Linked DNA regions of Mus musculus: regions 2 and 3 are each linked to region 1. The links are chromatin contacts, called in public promoter capture Hi-C maps. All regions are on one chromosome and are shown on one strand. Each heading gives the region's core, a stretch centred on a gene start, on an enhancer-like site or on the middle of the called end of the contact. The rest is flanking DNA. Distances are from core to core; before and after follow the strand shown.

Evidence for each region. Capture Hi-C pulls out chosen DNA fragments and counts their contacts.
Region 2: a promoter capture Hi-C map of adipose tissue shows a contact between it and region 1. The contact joins two enhancer-like sites. A contact is called at or near these places in 2 of 9 other capture datasets (adipose tissue and liver).
Region 3: a promoter capture Hi-C map of adipose tissue shows a contact between it and region 1. The contact joins two enhancer-like sites. A contact is called at or near these places in 2 of 484 Hi-C or Micro-C datasets (bone marrow-derived macrophages and neutrophils), 3 of 115 datasets of contacts at active chromatin or transcription factors (bone marrow-derived macrophages, embryonic stem cells and pancreatic cancer cells) and 3 of 9 other capture datasets (adipose tissue, liver and pancreatic islet).

Annotation. Positions count from the first base shown.
Region 1 is chr10:20,103,159-20,106,946 of GRCm38.p6, forward strand. It overlaps Map3k5 (mitogen-activated protein kinase kinase kinase 5), which reads left to right. Exons shown (of 30, transcript NM_008580.4): 18 at 1,002-1,107. Among named protein-coding and RNA genes, the nearest start is that of Map7, 66 kb to the right of the region's middle. Within about 2 kb of position 1,658, at least 194 of the 459 cell types and tissues checked have an H3K27ac peak or open chromatin away from gene starts, as enhancers often do. A contact at or near this core is called in adipose tissue, liver and pancreatic cancer cells, where this site is marked.
Region 2 is chr10:20,272,288-20,276,075 of GRCm38.p6, forward strand. Map7 (microtubule-associated protein 7) reads left to right here. Exons shown (of 18, transcript NM_001358787.1): 12 at 993-1,167; 13 at 1,492-1,593; 14 at 1,959-2,009; 15 at 2,315-2,372. Among named protein-coding and RNA genes, the nearest start is that of Gm48249, 12 kb to the right of the region's middle. Within about 2 kb of position 1,659, at least 17 of the 459 cell types and tissues checked have an H3K27ac peak or open chromatin away from gene starts, as enhancers often do. A contact at or near this core is called in adipose tissue, where this site is marked.
Region 3 is chr10:19,954,802-19,958,589 of GRCm38.p6, forward strand. The region is part of intron 1 of Map3k5 (mitogen-activated protein kinase kinase kinase 5); the gene reads left to right. Among named protein-coding and RNA genes, the nearest start is that of Map3k5, 22 kb to the left of the region's middle. Within about 2 kb of position 2,075, at least 53 of the 459 cell types and tissues checked have an H3K27ac peak or open chromatin away from gene starts, as enhancers often do. A contact at or near this core is called in adipose tissue, liver and pancreatic cancer cells, where this site is marked.

The DNA.
Region 1 (3,788 bases), core at 408-2,907:
AGCCACCATGTGGTAGCTTGGAATTGAACTCAGGACCTCTGGAAGAGCAGTCAGTGCTCTTAACTACTGAGCCATCTCTCCAGCCCAAGCCTGGCTTTCTTAAAGTATGTTCCTTTGGTAAACAAACAAAATGAGTTCACCTTTTGGTGAATACAAAGCCAAAAAGTGCAACCAGGAGATTAAAAGAGAAGGGCATTTCACTATTGAGAGCAAGCAGAGGTTTTGTACTTTGGGGTTTTTTACTTTTTACTAGCCTGAACAGAGAGGATTTTTCTTGTGGAGCCTCTCCGTGCATACCCATATTGATATTGGAAGGTGCGCATGCTCGAGCACATGTGGCTTAAGGTGTCCATCCTGTGATCATGTTAGGGGCAGAGATCACATGGTCAAAGGGATAAAGGGTGAACATAATACTGCCAGAACTGAGAACTTAGAAGGATAATGAGCAGAGATTACTATGGGCTACCTAGAAGAACGGGAGTGATTGTGTGACTCGTTTCTCTTAAATATGTTTTCAAGCGTGTTAGCCGAGACATATGCCAAACTTTGAAGGTCTTTTAAGCAGGCAGCAGTGTTCTGTGTGTATTATAGGTGTTTGTTTCTAATGCACCTGCTCACTACCCTATAACCAACGTAAATGTCCTAGGTAATCCACAGAAAGTAAGGAACACCACAGAGAAGAGTGCCTGGGAAGTGAAGGAAGTTATTTATATAGATACTGTCCACAGGTGACCCAGGCTAGCTTAAACTGTGGTGAACTTTCCCTCGGGGGCCATGTTTGGCCTGTGACCTGAAGAGAAGATTATAAACAACTGATAACATAAATGAAAATTATATCAAGAACTCTGTATTGAAAGGAATTCTCTCCTGAGATAAACTGTTATTGAAGAACACAGTATGAATGCCATTGTTTGGTCTAAGGGCACTTTTATTAGGCTCAAGTCAACCACAAACAGCATCAGTGAAAAGATAACATTTTGATTGGAATATTCTTTCCCTAGGGTGACAATGTATTGATTAATACCTACAGTGGTGTGCTCAAGATCTCTGACTTCGGGACATCCAAGAGGCTTGCTGGCATAAACCCATGTACCGAAACCTTTACAGGTACGCTTTTCCCGAACGATACAGATCTTGGATAATTAAGAATGTAATTGCTGAGCCTCAGCGTCAGGTGAGAGATAAACTAAGTCAGGTTTCTCACAAACACTGATGCTGGGATTGCCTGATGCTCACTGGAAAACTGTACGGGGCCTGACTTGCCCTCCTGTCTTCCTGGGTTCTGAGTGGCTCAGCCTGTGTGTAAACCACTGAAGGTGACTTCCCACTCTCAGCATGCTTGCTTTTTGTTTCCTGACCTTTTTTTTTTTTTTCCCTTGACTGGCTTACAGCCACTCTGACCCTCACGAGACTGCTGTTTACAAACATACCCTCACCCAGCCTCTCTGATTCTTACTCATACCCAAACAACTTCCTATCTGGGCTCCAGTTTCCCCTCCTTCTTAGTCTGTTTTCTCCCAGGAATCAATTCCCCTCCCCCACAACATAAATAACCCTAAGATTTCAATTCAGAAAAGAGGAAGTGACTCATCCACTCGGAAGAGGTGGAGATGAGAAATTGGGCAACGCAGTGACTGAGCTGCCTCTGATGCCAAGTCCTGGGAGGGTGGAGACAGCAGTTTTCAAAAAGGTGAACACAGCCAAGAGGAAAACAGAGCCCAGCAGATGGATGACTGCCCATTAGATACCGAGCCTGCAGAATGTCTCTGTTCCATGTTCTGATGCTAACTCTCCAGGAGCATTGGGCTCTGTTATTATTAGAGGAGGAGGGCAGGGCCAGAGATTTAGAGATTGACTAAAAAAAAAAATTAAGGAGTCAGTGACTAATCTTTGATTCAGTGTAAAGCAAAATGGCCAGATGTCCCCATTTCTGAATCCCCTGTGGTAGACAGAAGCGCCCCCATTTTGCAAGTGGGACATTAGTGGAAAGAGGTGGGAGACACCTCTGGTGGTCAGGGCAGTTTGTCTGTGATGGAGCTCAGGGTTTCCTCTCTACCTTTGCTCTTGCCATTGGCCTGCAGACCTCAGTCCATCTTCCTCTCCCCCTTACTCTGCAGTCTGTGCTGGTGGCCTCGGAGGTGGGAAGGAGGAGAGAGAAACCCTTGTGCCTTTCAGATCCTCCTATCTGCGCCACCTCCTGGACTCCACACAATGTATTTCAGACACAGGATTACCCATATTTACGATGTATTTTAAAATAAATTCCAACCGACGAGCAACTTCCATGTTTGCGCCTCTTTCCTCATTCTCTCTCAGCTTAGCAAGCAGCCATTTAGATGTTGCCCAGACTCAGTGACTTGGGAGATGATAATTCCTACTTCTGCAATGTTTGTGGGCAGGATGTTGATCTCATACCTCCTTTTCATCTTGAAGATTTGTCTTTAATCCACAAGGCACTGTAGGGAAGGAGCCCTCACCGGGGCCCTGAGCCTATAACTCTCCCACTGGCCACACATGAAGGTGATGTGTACAGTGTATGACTAAGGAGCTCAGATCTCTCTTTCATGCTGATCTGAGAGCCATGGCTTGCAGGCAGGTCTTGGTCCTTTCAACACTGTGGGCTTTGTAGTCCTGACTGGCTAGAGGTCAAGATACCTCGTCAGCTCTGGTGAATGTAGTGGGAAGACCTGGCTTGATTTCAGCTCCTGCTGATTTGGGTGAGGGGCAGACAGGGCGAGTCATCGTTTATTGCTCTGACTGCATACCTTGCTTGGGTGCACAGTGCATCATACACACTGAAATTTGTACATGAACCCTAATCAGGAGGTAACATCATCCCGGTTTATGGTGAGAACATTAAGGTTCAAAGAGTTTAAATAACTTGCCCAAGGTCACAGAACTGTTTAGTAATAGATCTGAGGTTTGAGCTAGACTTGACATGCTAAGTGGAGTTAATTACCTTCTCCTCAGACCTTTCCCACCCACGTTCTTCTCTGTCTCTCGCCACTGAGGGCCACTCGAGACTTTGGCTGTCACTGGCACCCTTTCTCACGCTGCAGTCTGACCATCGAGGAAGCATGTCGGTCCAGAAGTGGGACGGGCTATGACCCTTCCAGTGCCAGAGATCTCCTGTCACAGCCGCCTCACATGGCCTCTCTGCTTCTACTCCTGCCCCTCCTGTCCATCCTCAACATTGCAGCCAGAATGTCTCCCAGAGCCCTCGGTGGCTTCCAAGCAGAGTAAACAAAGCCAGAGCCTGTATGTCCCACAAGGTGTGGCCTGCCTTGGAGCCCATTGCCTTTCAGACCCTGCTTCTCCCTCACCAGGCACTGGGAGCAAAGAGTTTCCTCAAGGCCAGAACCAGGCCCGAGGGCTCCCTCCACTTCCCCTCTACACCATACCACACCCTCTCTAGCACCCCTCCTCTCTCCTGCTCAGTCCATTCATGTCCACTCTTACAGTTTACCTCTAATCGGGGTTCTTGACCTGTCTTTGATCCATTAAACAGTTGTTCTTAACCTTCTTAAAACGGTAACCCTTTAACACACTTTTGCGTGTTGTGGTGACACCCCCCAACCCTAAAATTATTTTCTTTTTTTTTTTTTAAAGATTTATTTATTTATTATATGTAAGTACACTGTATCTGTCTTCAGACACTCCAGAAGAGGGCGTCAGATCATGTTACAGATGGTTGTGAGCCACCATGTGGTTGCTGGGATTTGAACTTCGGACCTTCGGAAGAGCAGTCGGGTGCTCTTACCCACTGAGCCATTTCACCAGCCCTAAAA
Region 2 (3,788 bases), core at 409-2,908, 170 kb after region 1:
AGGTTCCAGTCTGTTGCTGTGATGTGATAATAACACTCTGACCTGAAGCAATGTAGGGGAGGAAACAGCTCCTTTGGCTTCCACTTATGGGGCACTGGTCCATCTGTGAGGAAAGCCAGGGTAGCAACTCCAGAAGCAGCTGAAAGCAGAAACCACTGAGGAATGCTGCTCTCTGACCTGCTCGCAGGCTTGTGCACCAATAGCCTTCATATAGAGCACTGCCTGCAGTGGCCGGGTTCTGCTACATAACTAACATCCAAGACAGTTCCCCATGGACACGCCCACATTCCAATCTGATCTAGCCAATTCCTCAACTGAGAGATTCTGTCTCAGGTCTTCGGACTGTCAAGTTGATAGTTAAAGCTAACTGTGACCGTATGCATAACTAGATACCACTTGGGTCTAATGGCAACTGGTTGTTCTTGACAGAGCTGGGGAAGACCTCAGACCTGCTGAGGGCCACCCTCTTGGCTGTGCACACCCTTCATTCCATGGGCGGCTTATATGGCCCATCTTCCTCCTGACCTGATACACAACATTATTAATCTCATTTTAAAAGGTTTCATTGGTTTAGAGAGATGGCTTATCAGTTAAGAGCATTGTCTGTTCTTACAGAGGACCTGAGCTGGACTCTGCAGACACCAAGCGAACATATAGAGCCCGTGTATGGGAATATACAGGCAAAATTCCCATACACGTGTAATTTTTTGTTAATTACGAAAATTCATCTATGTTCAGCTATTCAAGTCTCCACCCTTGAAAGATGAATTGTAGATCCTCTGGAGAAGCAAGTCGCCCCCCACATGTCATTGTTGTATGCTGCTTCTGACAAAAATGAAGCTGAGGGGGGAGAGGAAGACAAACAAAGGCCATTCCATATCCACAGTAGAATGTAGCTACAGCAGGGGGCTTTCCTCCCGGTCTTTGAACTGCTGGCCTTGCCATACCTGGCCTCTCTTCAAAGAAGCGCCTTCATTCTTGTCTTTTCCCAGACAAAAGATAGAGGAATTGGCCCGTAGGGTGGCTGAAGAGCGAAGTCGCAGGGAAGAAGAAGCCCGCAGGCTGGAAGAGGAGCAGGCTCGAGAGAAAGAGGAGCTGGCGCTGCGTCTGGCTGAGGAGGAGCGGGAGCGGTGGGAGAGGGAGGAGGTGGAGCGCGTGCAGAAGCAGGTGTGGACCCTGCCCCAGACAGGGGCTGTCCTCAGATGAGTGGGATGCACAGCCCCAGACAGGGGCTGTCCTCAGATGAGTGGGGTGCAGAGCAGGCGTGGGCCCTGCCCCAGACGATTGCACATGAGCGGGGTGCAGAGCATCTCCCATTGCCCCATGGGTTTGCTCCCAGACCATTAGGGCTGCTAAGCAGGTGAGGGGTCTGCGAGGGTGGGAGGGGTGGTCTCAAAGATGAGTGAGTTCTCTGCCGGCCTTCCTGCCTGCCCAGTGTGGGGAGCTGGGTTGCCAGAGCAGGGATAAGCAGTAGTAGCCGTTTGTTTTCAGAAAGAAGAAGAAGCCCGAGCCCGGGAGGAGGCAGAGAGGGCTCGGCAGGAACGAGAGAAGCATTTCCAGAAAGAAGAGCAGGAACGGCTGGAGAGGAAGAAGGTATGAGCTGGGACTGAAGCCTGGGACCGGCATGGTTCTGCTTCCTTCCTGGGTCTCAAGTTGCCTGAAGCCAAGAAACTGGTGCTTTGGTCAGGAACAAAATGTTCTACCCTTGCATAAGAAGTGGCCCTTGGTATTAATTCCAAGAAAGATGCCAGAATTTCCTCCTTCCCCAAAGCAAGTCATTCTATCACCACAGCTAAAAATGGTCCCAACCTCTATTCATAACGATAATTAGGACGAAGAACTGTGAATTATCTTTTCTCCACATTTTAATACTCTGCTACTTTTTTTTTATCGACGAAATGTGCCAGGCTGGTGTGCTGTGTGTATCTCATCCAGTCTTCTGTGTTCTTTTTTTGCAGCGACTTGAAGAGATTATGAGAAGAACCAGGAGGACAGAGACCGCTGATAAGGTGCTGCTGGCGTGGCCTTTCTAGCCAGTCTTCTGTTCTGGGAGGCAGTCTCCTGTCCCTTCGGGCTGGCCTCACTGAACATGACCTTGAACATCCTACAACTTCTGCTTACTTCCCAAAGGCGGGGGGGGGGGGGGGGGGGCCTGCAGGCCTGTGCCCTGCTGGCTCTAACTGTCCTTGATATGCCTTTATTTCCTTTCCAGTCACCCCCACTCTTAGACCTAGGTCCTCATAGTTATCCAGTGAGCTCTCTACCACTAGGAACTTCAATTTAAAATTCTTATGTTGGTTCTTTCTTTTTCTAGAAAACCACTGAGCAAAGAAATGGTGACATAGCCAAAGGAGTTCTCACTGGAGAGCCAGGTATTTCTTCTGCCATACACATGTGCATGTGTATACCCACACAGGCCAGAAGACGATGTCAAATCTCCTGGAGTTACAGCTGGCTGCAAACTGCCTGACATGGCTGATTTTAACTGCTGTGCCATCTCTCCAGCCACTAAGGCAGTGGTTCTCAGCCTGTGGGTCACACATTTGCATCACGATTCATAACAATAGCAAAATTATAGTTATGAAGTAGCAACAGTATTTTTGGTTGGGATCACCACAGCATGAGGAACTGTATGAAGGGTTTCAGCGTTAGGAAGGCTGAGAACCACTGGCCTAGTGGATGACTTTAAACATACACATCTTGCTAGGATTTTGTCTGCTTGGGGATTTTGTTTGAACTAGAGTCTCGTTCTGTAGTGCAGTCTGTATTGGAATTCTCGCTGTACCTGAGGACATCTTCCTTCCTCTGACCTCCAAATGCTAATATTACAGGCCTGCATTATTGCCCCCAGCTTACATTTCCGCGTTCATAACTTGTATTTATGACAAGTCTTAGAATAAAAGATTTACACATCTCTCTTAATCCTGACTTCGAAAGAGAAGTACACTTTAAAACATGCCGATTTCATCGTAACTTGTTCTTTAACTTGTAACTGTGGTCTTTGGGCAAATCACTGTTTCTTGGAGATTTTAAAACAGAAGTGGCTTAAATAGAAATGGAATCAGCCTTCGTTTTTGTAGTCCCATCTAAGATTAGCTTCATTCTGTGTGAGGTTCTTGGATAGTGGCGATCTCAGGCTCAGTCACTGACGCACTAGTTGTTTGTCCAGAGGACACTCCTATCACAATTCTGCCACACCCTGTCACAGTTCTGCTTTGCTTTGCTCAGAACTGAATCTACAACCATTCAAGAGCACCAGCACCCCCAGGCCCACTGCATAACGTGGTATTTCCAAGAGCGTTACTGCTGACAGGTGCTATCAAGGGTTATAAGACTTTCAATATAGCCCACCCTAGGTTTGAGTCAGATGTCTATAGGTTGCCTTAAGCTGGACTCCAGCGTTGAGTAGCAGCTTATGTAGTGAAGCTCAGGACACACACCGTGGGCCTCTATTTGTGAAATCACAGCCTTCTAAGTAGGACTGAATTCAGCTGAGTTAATAAAGCGTGGCTTCCTCTTCTATGGTGATTTGCTCCGAATCCTTCAGTAAAAGTGTTCTGTGTCAGCCAGTCAAGTCAGTTAACCACTTCATCAGCTGGTTTGATTTCAGTGTCAATGTCCAGACCTAACTTAGTACAAACAAAATAATAGTAACGGTTATTTCTGCCCTTCAGTCGGCCGAGCAGTGAAAACTTTGCCCATGTTAGCACAGTTAGTAGCCTGTCAGGCAGGTACTGTTATCCAGGAAGGATTAGGGTTTGTTTCATTTGCCCAACATCCCACAGGCA
Region 3 (3,788 bases), core at 825-3,324, 150 kb before region 1:
GGTCATTCCAATGACTGGGTGCTGACACAGCTGTCTGCTGGCCTCAGATATACCCCTCCCTACATCTGCCATGCAGCCTTTCCGTCCAACAAGGTTAGCTTTTGAGAGGAGCAGTCTGTGATCGTGCCAAGAAGAATGAAATAGAAGCTGTCAGTTATCTGAAGTTGATCTCCACTTTTTAAGAATGTTCCTTGTGCTGCATTCGCTTGATCAGAGAAGTCACATTGCCAAGCTGGAATTGAAGGGAGGGAAATGCTTCAGTGGGAGAGAGGGGTCAGGAATTCATGGTGGCTGTCTTTGGAGGCACTCACCTCAGTCTGAAGTTCTTGCATGCGTCGCCCAGATGTGCACAGATGCAGTTGGCTGATCTGCAGGTCATTAGCTTTCATCCTGTTTTGCCTCCACCTCATAGCCAAACCATGGAGAGAGACCTAGGCTCTGGCTTCTAGAATAGGCATTGCATTTTTAAGAAAGTGGTCATTGAAAACAGAATGAGAACAATCACAGACTATGGTAGATTGTTTTCCTCTATGCATTTTGAGTCTCCATAGATAGGCCTGGTAGAAAGTTATCATCTAGCCTTGTTTCTATTGTGATAAAATACCCTGGCAAAAAGGACACTTGGGGGAGAAAAGGAGTTTGTTTTAGCTTTACAATTCCAAGGTAGAAATATCAAACAATCATATCACTGCCACAGTCAGGGGTAGAGAGAAATGAATTCCTGTTTGCTTGCTTGCTATGTAAACAGTTCAGTTTCTCCTTTAAAACACAGCAACAATAATAACAACAGACAAGGTCTCACTCTGCCATCATGCTGGCCTGGAACTTAGTATGGTAAGCCAGGCTGCCCTTGAATTCACAGAGATCCACCTGCCTGTCCGCAGGTACCAGGATTAAAAGTGTGCATCACCATGACTAGCAATTTCTCTATTCTTACACAGTTCAGCACCCCTTGCTTCCACAGTGGGCTGGGTCTTCCCACATCAATTAACTTAATTAAGGCAGTTTCTCACAGACTCTCCACAGATAAATCCAATGTAGACCATCTCTCTTTGAAACTTGGTGCCGAGAAGATTCTAGGCTGTGTCAACTTGACAGTTAAAAGTAACCATCGAGCTGCCAAAATCAAAACCTGTGATGTTTTCAAGTAGGAAGAACATTTGCTTCTATGTTGACCTTTTTCCCTGTGTTTGAACATGCTTGGGTGACATGGTTGAACAGAGGTGAAAGGGCCGTCATCCACACTGCCTGATGTGTGAGAGGAAGGTGGCGAACATGCAAAAGTCCTATTTATAGGTAAAGTGCTTTCTCTAAGCCAGTGCGTCTCAGCCTTCCTAAGTCAGTGACCTTTTAATACAGTTCCTCATGTTGTGGTAACCCCCAAACCATAAAATTATTTTCATTGTTACTTCGTAACTATACTTTTGCTACTGTAATGAATTGTAATGTAGATATTTTTATCTTCCTATAGTCCTAGGCCACCCTGTGGAAAGGTCATTTGACCCTCCAAGGGGTTGAGACCCACAGGTTGAGAATGACTGCTCTAAGCTAACTACTTAGGCAAAAGAGTGGGGTTTATTGCCTTTTAAAAAACCATCTTTGCTATATACTGCTTTATCCCCGCTGGGGAATGGGCTAGTCTGTCACCTGCCACCTTTATTCTCCCTCTATGAAAAAGGCAAAGCAAAAGCTGGTGGTGTAGGTTTCCAGAGAACTTGGGGTAGCAATGGTGGTAGAAGCCTCTGGAGTCAGGGAGTGAGGAGAGGCCTCCCCTGAGGGTCAAGTGCAGATGCAAGTGTGTGTTTCCTAGACGGGTCTAATCTGCAGACTGCATTCCCAGAGGAGTTTGCAGCCACCAACAGTCTCCAGATAAAGATGGAGTCCCGGAGGCTCTTTTGTCAGGGCTTCCCCTGCTTCATCCCCTTCAGCTTTAGAAACAGCTGAGTTTCTGTTTCTTTTAGTATTTTTCGTAATCTAAATTCCCCACCAGCCTTATCCTCACACACTCATCGCCTTATTTCTGGTGCAATCCAGTGGCAGGCTGGAGCAGTTAGGAACAAGAGCCAACCCCTCCTTAATCTTTGGCTGGGGCACACCTGAGAGTCATGTGCAAACACTGGACGCTCCTTGGCTGCCTGTCCTATCGAGAGTTCTGTTTACATTTGGGAAAAGCATGAGTCTTCTATTTGGTGAACAGGATATGTTTCTAGCTGGAACCGCACAAAGTCAGAGCTGGGCTTTTCTGTTCCCCTCCCCTCGCCCCACTCCACCCCACCTCCACTCCCTCTCCCTCTCCTGCTCTTTCTTCAGACTGGCTGTCAGTCTGTATTTTTCTTTCTTAATTTTTGTCACTCGCTCCAATTGAGGCAGAGATTCTCACCCCAGATGAGAGACTAAAGGTATTTGTGTGATTTTCTTTAATTGTCTTGAATTGTATAGGGCTGTGAACAAACACCCTGCTTAGGAATTCTCAATTTTGGGTACATTTGCTGGCTGGTTGAAAGATACTTTGGTGTTTCTGGCACAGGGAGCTTTGGGTGCATGGTGACTGCCTTTCTTCCCTATATTCCCTAGCAGGTCTCAGTACTCTGAAAGGAACTTCAGAGCAGTACCCTGCTTTGAGCTCCCCTGGTTGGCTCCCCACCAATGGAAAGGACACTCGCTAGTCCACCACACAGGTTCCTGGAGGTCATTGTGGCCCCCTGTGACCAGGCCCAGCCTTGTCCCTTCCTGCCTTTCCCTGAGCAGATAGCTCTCAGGGGTCTCTCTCCATTCCTGCTCCCAAATCCTCTGCATGTTTTTTCCCCATGGCCCCACCACCCATCTTAAGGGCCTGTAGTTTTCCTGTGCTAGTGGTTGCTGGAACCAATAATTTAGGGAACAGGAGGATTCTTAGTCCTTCCTTCCTAGAATCTCCCTCCTGCAGTTTCTGGACCAAGCGGCCTCCTGATGGTCAGTATTCTGTGAGCCTCTGGCACCGTAGCCTACAGAGGGTCCTTTCCTGCCTATCCCAGTATTCCAGTTTAAGTCCACTGTTTGGTAATGCCAACTTGTGTTTTTTGGTTAGGGTCATCTTGTTCCTTATGTCTCTGTTGTTCACACGTGACTCTCTGAAGAATTTGCCATCGTGTGTTCAGGCTTCTGTAGGAAAATACTGTAGGCTGTGTGGTTTATAAACTGATAAGATTTTCTCACGCTCTACAGACTGGGAAGTCCAAGATCAAGCAAGGCACTGGAAGATTTGGTGTCTGATGCGGGCCACTTCCTCACAGACAGAGTCTGTTAATTATAGCCACAGGTTGCAAAGGAGACATGGTATCTCTCTGGCGTGTCTTTTATAAGGCCCTTATTCTGTTTATGAGGGCTTGTGTGATGTACTGAGTAAACATTAACAAATAATACTCCTAATTAAATTCCTCGAGCAGATGTGATTTTCTGTCAACAATGTGTCATGTAAGCACTCAGGAAATATTTTGCTGTTTCTTCTATTGGTTGCCATGGCCTAAAAGGGGAATTTAATCAATATAGGAACTGACAGTGCCTTCCAGTTTAGTGCATGATTACAGATTGCAACCACTTCTAAGTCTTATATTGTTTCTGGAAGAAAGAAAACTCTAGACTCATGACAATTAAATGCCATTGACTGCAAACTAGGTTTTGCTGAGTATCTCAGTGCACATGGAGCCTACTAAGTGGATAAATAAAAGTCTCTGGACAGCTCTTATACAAGATGACAGAGCATGTGCGGACTAACTGAATAGTCTGTGTGCATTCTGTTGTGTCTGTAA